Regions from separate parts of the Mus musculus genome. Here all the other regions are linked to region 1. A link is a contact called in public targeted proximity ligation data. All regions are on one chromosome and are shown on one strand. The core of a region is the stretch at or near the end of the contact, and the rest is flanking DNA. Distances in the headings are between cores, read along the strand shown.

Evidence for each region.
Region 2: a targeted proximity ligation map of embryonic stem cells shows a contact between it and region 1, with 4 times the contacts expected there. A contact is called at or near these places in 10 of 39 promoter capture datasets (the 3T3-L1 cell line, the C10 cell line, cranial neural crest and 6 more), 7 of 484 Hi-C or Micro-C datasets (the G1E-ER4 cell line, the N1E-115 cell line and embryonic stem cells), 11 of 130 datasets of targeted methods (the NIH/3T3 cell line, astrocytes, cardiomyocytes and 7 more) and 2 of 9 other capture datasets (embryonic stem cells and macrophages).
Region 3: a contact with region 1 is called in a targeted proximity ligation map of pancreatic cancer cells. A contact is called at or near these places in 2 of 39 promoter capture datasets (pre-B cells and stem cell-derived epiblast-like cells), 1 of 484 Hi-C or Micro-C datasets (embryonic stem cells), 3 of 130 datasets of targeted methods (the NIH/3T3 cell line, bone marrow-derived macrophages and pancreatic cancer cells) and 1 of 9 other capture datasets (embryonic stem cells).

The regions. Positions count from the first base shown.
Region 1 is chr19:37,262,670-37,265,405 of GRCm38.p6, reverse strand. It overlaps 4931408D14Rik (RIKEN cDNA 4931408D14 gene), which reads left to right and starts at 1,311. Exons shown (of 3, transcript NR_040299.1): 1 at 1,311-1,552; 2 at 1,671-1,809.
Region 2 is chr19:36,902,938-36,905,673 of GRCm38.p6, reverse strand. No RefSeq gene overlaps it. Among named protein-coding and RNA genes, the nearest start is that of Fgfbp3, 15 kb to the left of the region's middle.
Region 3 is chr19:37,520,265-37,523,000 of GRCm38.p6, reverse strand. No RefSeq gene overlaps it. Among named protein-coding and RNA genes, the nearest start is that of Gm41842, 25 kb to the left of the region's middle.

The DNA.
Region 1 (2,736 bases), core at 62-2,561:
TCAGTGGGTAAGAGCACCCAACTGTTCTTCCGAAGGTCCAGAGTTCAAATCCCAGCAACCACATGGTGGCTCACAGCCATCTGTAACAAGATCTGACGCCCTCTTCTGGAGTGTCTGAAGACAGCTACAGTGTACTTACATATAATAAATAAATAAATCTTAAAAAAAAAATATTCAGGTTTCTCTTGAGACATCTTTGACCTATGTGACATTTAGAAATAAATTCATTTTGGTTTGTTTTGGGTGGTGATGTGCCTTTTGTTTTTTGCAATTCTAAGATGGTAAGCCTAGTCTAGTATGACCTTGGACTTTGTGGACTCAAAAAAAAAAAAAATCCTCCTACCTCTGCTGGCAAGTATTTGGGTCTAACAGCATGTGTCACCAGTTTAGAAATATAGCGTGCATTTGTCAAATATTTAGAGGTTTCCCGGCAATGTTTCCACTATTCTTAGTTTAATTTCACTCAACTCCAAGATCATGCATTTGTTTGCTTCCAGATAGTGGCTTGCTAGAGGCCAAGCTTCTAGCTCACAGTCCTGAGTGCTGGGATGAGAGGTGAGTGTTATCATGCCAGATGCCGACGCCTATTTTCTAGGGCTTTTGTTTTTAAGCTTGTTTAAGTGTGGTTTTCAGTCTGGAATGTAACCTCAGCGAATATTTTATCTGAATTTGAGAGTGATGTTCACCCATACTTGTCGGATGAGTGTTCTTCAAATGTCAACAGATCCAGATGACTAACGGCACCGGCTAGGACTGGCTAGGTTCCACTTGGCTTTGTGCATTTTCTCTCTGATAGGTCGATTACTGTCTGGTGCGTTGCTGGAGTATTGAGCGCTAATGGATTGAGCCTTTTTTGTGTTTTTGTTAAATGGTTTTCTGTTCCCTTGGCTATTTTGACTCCCTGCTGTTCAGCTTGATCATATTAATGACTGTAGGTCTTTTTGGACAATAGACTGCGTTTGTTTTGTGTGGTGCTCCTTTTTGCCCCTGGTCGTTTTCCTTGCACCAGCTGGCTCTGTGCCTGGAAGCTCGGAGCTTGCTCTCTTTGAGTCCTATCCCTGAAGTCGCCCATCCTCTGGGAGGCAGACAGACATCTTCAGCCTCTGAGGCTGATTTACAAACAAGAGTTGGATCCACAGAACAGCAGCCCGGAACTAGGGGCAAGGGTCACATGTCCAGTCAGAAAGAACGCCCTCCTTCACCCAAATTGCTCAAAACTGTTGTTGGCTCTTCTTCAAAACTCTTGATGTTTGGCAATACCGTGTGCACTTTGACCATAGCGTCCAGTGCCTTGTTGAGCAGTTTTCAGTAGACTTTCGCTTTGCACAAACATCTTCTCTGAGTGATCCAACACCTCCTGCAGCTCTGGCAAACTCTGGGTCAGCCCGGAGTCCCTCGAAGCTGGAGCTGAGGTCAGAGAAGCCCAGGACAGCCACGAAGCTGTGGGTCCTCGCGCCTAACAACCACGGTTAAGGATTCTGATACGTTACCAAACCGCCACCCAGAAAGGAATTGCAATGTGGACTTCTACAAGAAATCAGAAACAGTAAAGGTAGCCTGAAAGCCACACCGAAATTACCTGCTACCATCCAGGATGCTGAGCAGACAAGGGTTTGTGGGAATGGGGCGTGGCTAGGCGCCTAGGCACTTATGGATTCTCTTCTTTTCAGAACAGCCTTGCTGCCTGCAGGGGTGACTGAGGCCCTGAAGTCCAGAGCTTTGCTGAGTCGTCACTTGGGAGAGTAAATCTCCAATGGTCTGCCCGTGCAGTGAGCATTGTAACCTGTATCACTGTAAATCTTATTTGCAGTGAGTCCTTGTTCATCCCTTCAGTGTGTGTGTGGGGGGGGGGGGCTGGGGGGGGGCGAGGGAGGGCGGCAGAAGTCGTCCTTGGATATTATTTTCCAGGAGCTATCTATCTTGCTCTTGAAACGGTGCTCACAAAGAAGGATAGGCTGGCTGGCCACCAAAGCCTAGGGACTGTCCTGCCTTTGCCTTGCCCGCACTGGGGTTACAAGTGTGTGCTACCAGGCCTGATTTGTGTGTGTGCTAGGGATCAGACATGAATTCTCAATTGACTGACTGACTCCCTCCCCATTCTGCTGTTCAGAGCTTTTAAGTACTCAGCAGGGGAAAAAATTGCAGGTACACCTTGCTGACTTAACCTCTCTCTTTCAATTTCATAAATATATTTATTATTTAAATTGTGTATATGAGTGTGTATTGTGTATGTGTGTATAAAAAAAGAGTATGTGTATATGAGTGAGTATATGAGTAAATGCTTGTGTATGAGTGTGTATATATGTATGAGTATGAATGTATACTGTGTTATGAATATGTGAGAGTATGCATATGTAACTATACATATACACATATGAGTTAGTGTGTATGAATGTGTTATGTGTATTGTGAGTGTGTATATTTAACTATGTGCGTGTATATATATATATATATATATATATATATATATATATATATATATGAATGAGTATATTGTATGAATGAATGTGTATGTGTATGTGTGTACATGTGTATGTGAGAGAGTGTGTGTTTTCTTAAGCCTAAGTCATGTCTCTAACCTTTCTCTGCAGTAGCTTGCTATGTAGTCCAGACTGGTTTTGAATTCAAGGTGATCCTCCTGCCTCAGCTTCCCCAGTGATAGGATTACAGGATGAGGCACAAGGCCTGCCTACTCATTTGGGTTTTCTCGTGTTTGCTGAAAAGCTAACATATATC
Region 2 (2,736 bases), core at 79-2,578, 360 kb after region 1:
ACTGCCCTGCCTAATAGAACATTTAAAAAGAGCCAGTCATAAGTTACAAAGCCTTTTCTTGCATATCTTCTTTTATATTTATTCATTTTTTTTACTTAATTTGAAAGAAATATTTTATTATATGTACATACATATACATGAATATACATATGTGTGTGTGTGTGTGTGTGTGTGTGTGTGTGACACAAAGTGTCATGTAGTCCAGGATAGCCTCCAACCTCCAATTCACTGTACTTACACACACACACACACACACACATGTTTGAGATAAAGTGTTATATAGTCCAGGATAGCCTCCACCACACTGTGTAGCTGAGGCTGGCCCTTATTTACTATTACTCCTACCTCGACCTCCTGGGTGCTAGGATTACAGGCATACCTGGTTTGAGACAGATGTCATGGCGTGGTGGCTCAGGCCTTTATTTCAGCACTCGGGAGGCAGAGGCAGGCAGATTTCTGAGTTCGAGGCCAGCCTGGTCTACAAAGTGAGTTCCAGGACAGCCAGGGCTGCACAGAGGAACCCTGTCTCGAAAAAAACAAACAAAACCAAAAACAAACAAACAAAAAAAAAAAACCAAAAACAAAAAAAAGACTTATGTATGAGTGACCTACTTGCGTGCCAGAAAAGGGCATCAGACCCCATTATAGATAGTCGTGAACCACCATCTATTTGCTGGGAATTGAACTCAGGATCTCTGGAAGAGCACTGGGCCATCTCTCCACCCCACCCCCACCCCGCAATCTGTTTTCACTTTGTGAGAAACTGTTTCTCAAAGTCTTCTGGATGGGGAAACTTCCCAGTGATCTTTTTAGCATCACAATCCTCCTGCCTCCGCTTCTCAAGGGTCGGAATCACAAATGTGCCCCCACCCCCCACCCCCGACAGGACAGCCGTTTTAGGCTCCAGGTTGGGCCGTATCTTCCAGTGAGAGAAGCCCAGCTCCACGATTTCCTGTTTCCTAAATTATTTAAATTGCGGTGAGACCTTGTGGTTCTAGAAAATGGAATTAGGGTGACCAAACAGTGAGGCTCTAGAAACAGATATACCAATAAAGTCCTATGCACGAGCCAGGGAGGGCGAACGCGACTCGTCCCAGCAGGGCGGGTCAGGTGTCTGGAGCGCCTTTTCCCCCTAACTTGACTCCCCTCCCGCTCCCCGCCCCGGCGAGCACAGGGTTAATCGTGGGCCAGGGGCCTCTGCTCGGCCCACATTCCGTCGCTCAAAGGGTCGGGTGGTCTGATGCCAGTGGGGTGATTTCGCCTCTTCATGTCCCACCCTCCCACTGGCCAAGCCCGCACCCCTCCCCGGCCGCCCTGGCGCCGCACGGTCACGTTACCTTCGCCGCCATTCAGGCGACCCTGTGGGCTTACAAAGCAGGGACATTAAGAAGTCTACGGGCGTCGCTGCAATTAGAAACGTGGGGCCAAGATCGGGGACAGTTACCGTGGTACTGCAGGCCAGGTCGTCCCGTCTCGCATTCTGACAGCTTCCGAAATGTAACTCGCTGGTGTTTGGTGAATTTCTTTGTCTGCATTTTGGAAATAAAGCATGGCACAGCTGCAAAAGGTGGTGTGCCTTTTCATCAAGTCCATGTTTACGGGACAAAAAGGAGTCGCCATTGTTTAATTTTATACGTCATGTTTTGCAAAATATAAACATATATGAGGAAATCGGGTTTTAATCTGTGGCAACCTAAATGAAAAGAACAATCCAGAAAACCGAGGTCCAATCTCTGAGCCTGCTCTGTGACCTTTTTATTAATAAGCCTGCGCTGGCAACATTCCCTGAGATATTTGGTAAAACAAAATAGTGTTTCCTTTTAAGGGCTTCGGAGTTGACCCATCAGGAGGTTTTAGACTAACTTCCCTTTAGCATCCGATCATAACAGAGAAAGTTCGATTAAGTCCATCCATTTAACTAGAGAAAGTAAATTAGCATGCAAGATGAGCAGAATGAAATGCCCAAACACAGCTCAAATCTGTCACTTCAAGCAGTGATACTCAGGGAGTCTGTAATGATTTAAGGGTGACTAGGGACTGACCGCCTAGTACCCTGAAGAAAAGCACATAATACCTTTATTCCCAGTATTCCCGAAGGATGAGTTCAGGATGCTGTAGGTACCCTGGACAGAGAAGTCTTAAGGAGTCAAGGTTTTGGAAGCCGGGGAACAGGTGGGAGGGGGAAATTCCATCCCTGCACAGTTCCTTCCAAAAACTTATACGTGGGTGCTGGAGCGATGGCTCAATGATTAAGAAAACTCGTTGCTATTGCAGAGGACAGAGGTTTGTTTGGTTTCTAGCATGAACATTGTTGAGATCCATAAGTTGCTCCGCATGTGGTTACATGAACGCCAGTCTCAGTCAGGGATGGTTTACTGAGCACACACCCTAATACTGATCAGACCAGGAACATAGTTCAGACTTCGTGAGCTGAAGCTATGACAACGAACATCTTTCTCTGTCAGCTTATAAAGGAAAAAAACAACCCCCCTCAAAAAAAAAAAAAAAAAAACAACAACAAAAAAAAAAAAACCAAACCCACAATGAGTTCATACGCAGGTGCAGGAAGTGCTGCCTAGTGGTCAGCTCTGACTCATAACAGTTCATACTGACCTTTAACTTGATGGGTCCTACGTAAAGCTTTGTGGACTTTCTTAAGATTAACAAACCTTTTACAGAACATAACAGAGACCCTGCTCTGAGTCAAGTTGTATTTCTGTGGCAATGACTTGGAGG
Region 3 (2,736 bases), core at 166-2,665, 260 kb before region 1:
TTCCACCAATCAGAAGTCATCTTAAAGGTGAGCCGTGTCCACATGCCCTGACCTGAATTTCACAGAACAAAGATCTTGGAACTATCTCTCCACACCTATAACTAGTCTCTCTTTATAACTAGGCTTACAGTTAATAAATAGCCTTGGAGGTGGAAGTGAAATTTAAGGTTTAAGACTGTGTTTCAGGAGGCAGAGGCAGGAGGATTTCTGAGTTTGAGGCCAGCTTGGTCTACAAAGTGAGTTCCAGGAACAGCCAGGGCTATACAGAGAAACTCTGTATCAAAAAAAAAAAAAAAAAAAAAAAAAGACTGTGTTTCAGGGCTGAGAAATGGCTCATCAGCTAAGAGCATCTACCGCTTGTGTAGAGAGAGAACCCTTAAATTCAATCCTGCAGCTCAGAGTAGCCTCTTATTTCCAGCTCCAGGGGATCCAGTGTCCTCTTCTGGCTTCTGGGAGCACCTGCACTCATGTGCACAACCCTCCACACAAACACTCATGCATACAAACAATTTAAAAAAAAAATAAGTCTAAAAGTCCAAATATAGGTCAATATCACGTTGGCCAAATTCTGATTCCTCAGAAAACCTTCTGGTTCTTTTGCTCTCGCAGTAGAGTAGTAATGGCCTTTGTAGAGATCTGAAGTTTGTGTTGCACAGAAATGTGTCTGGTGGTGATGGTGATGATCATGGTGGTGGTGATGGTGATGATGATGGTGGTGATGATGGTGATGATGATGATGATGGTGATGATGTCATCTCAGTAAATGAAACTGAGCATAGTAACAATGTTTTCATCCTCAGAACCTGGGTGTAATGAACTTTCTCTTTAGTGAACACCTATACGTTTAGTCTCATTACTTTTATACCAAATTTTCTATTCAGTACAAATTATATTGTTAATTGAAAACTCACAAACACTTCTAGATGTGACTAATGCAGGCTAGGTCTTGTCTGCCCCCCCCCCCAAGTCACTAGACAACCAGGCTACGCCTATCCTTCTACTTCCTATCCTAAGGGTGGGTTCAAATCTCAGGTTACCTCAAGATGAAAAACTCCACTGCAGTGGCTGTCTTACAAGAGCAGTTTCTGTAGATGAGGGGAGTTAAAGGAGACAAAATAAGGAGGGAGAGAGAGAGAGAGAGAGAGAGAGAGAGAGAGAGAGAGAGAGAGAGAGAATATAGTCTATGAACCCAAATGTTGGTCAGTGGATCTATAAGGTTGTGGAAACCTATGGAAGTTTCCTTCTGCTGACTTTATTTTCTCAGTAGACAGGAAGCAAGGTCCTTGTAACAATGAGGTGGGAAGAGAAGAAAAATAAAGGTATAAAATAATCCACTCACAACAGAACAACAGATAAGGGCCTAGAGAAATATACAAGGCAAGAGCTGAGAAGCCAGAAGGGCCATAGAGATAAGGGATCCAGAATGAGACCAGATGTCCAGCGCTTGCCCAGAAGCCCTGCATTTGGGAGATGGAGGCAGGAGAGCATAGAGTTTGAAGCTGACCTCACCGACAGGAGACCCTGTCCATGACAGAAAGGAGAGAGACAGAGATAGAGACAGAGACACAGAGAAAGAACAAAAGAACAACAAAATCGAACAAAGCCAGGCCCAGCTTGGCTTTGTGCCATGTTCCAGCTTTGTTCGGCTGTGGGACTAGGGTAGAGAAAGTCTACTTGAACAAAGGCTCCGTCTAGTCCAACAAAATGAGTAGGGTCACGAGGCCAAGGGGGTGACTCGGGCTAGGAGTATCCGTGGGTGACTGCGACATTAGAGCTGAGTCAATGAACGTGCGGTTCTGAAGTTGCAAGTCTGTTAGTGTCCCCCGAACCATCCCTCCCCATACCAAATCTACCCACTTACCGATAGCCTATCAGAGTGAGTTCAAAGTTTATGCAAAAATAAGCATGTTAGCCTTCATCCAAGACTTCCCACTGCTGACCTGAGGGCAAAGCTGTGCTCCTGAACTCCGGACGTTGGTAAACTTCCTGCCATTTCTTAATCCACAAAGTCAAGATTCCAGCGGGCTTCCTGGCATGGCTAAGTGCCAGGCCAGCCAGAATATCCTCATTACCTGTGGAGAACAGGACGTCAGCGCTCTGCAGCCCACAGTGTGGCTTTGCTCTCGAGCCCAGTATCCTGGAAGTTCAGTGGGTAACAAGGCTGAGCCTTCCGGATTGCCTGTATACCCAAGATGGGGATTCTGTCTCCTCTCTCTCTCTCTCTCTCTCTCTCTCTCTCTCTCTCTCTCTCTCTCTCTCTCTGTGTGTGTGTGTGTGTGGTGTGTGTGTGTGTGTGGTGTGTGTGTGTGTGTGTCTTTTTCTTTCCCTCCCTCACTCCTTCACAGAAAACTCAAATTTTTTTCTTTTTTAGTATCTGAATTGATGTCTCTGACCCAGATATTCATAATCTGCCTTCTTCAAAGCATCTGGTCAGGGTTTTTAAACTTTTCTCCTTTTTAGGTAATATGGACCACTGGGTTAATTCATAGTCTTTCAGTCCAGCCTCTTCTTAAGACTCTCCAAGCAATAAATAAAGTACTATAATATCCAGGAACTCTAAACACGTGGAAGCTTGCTTCCTTGACTAAGAGAGATGAATCAGAAAGTAATGTGTTTTGCTTCTGTGAAATGAAAGAGAAATGTTCTTGTGAAGTTTTAAAGTTGTCAAAGACTGTCGAGGTCATTCATACAATCGTTAATAGCCACCCCCCTTCCCAAGCTCAGGTCCTAGAAGTC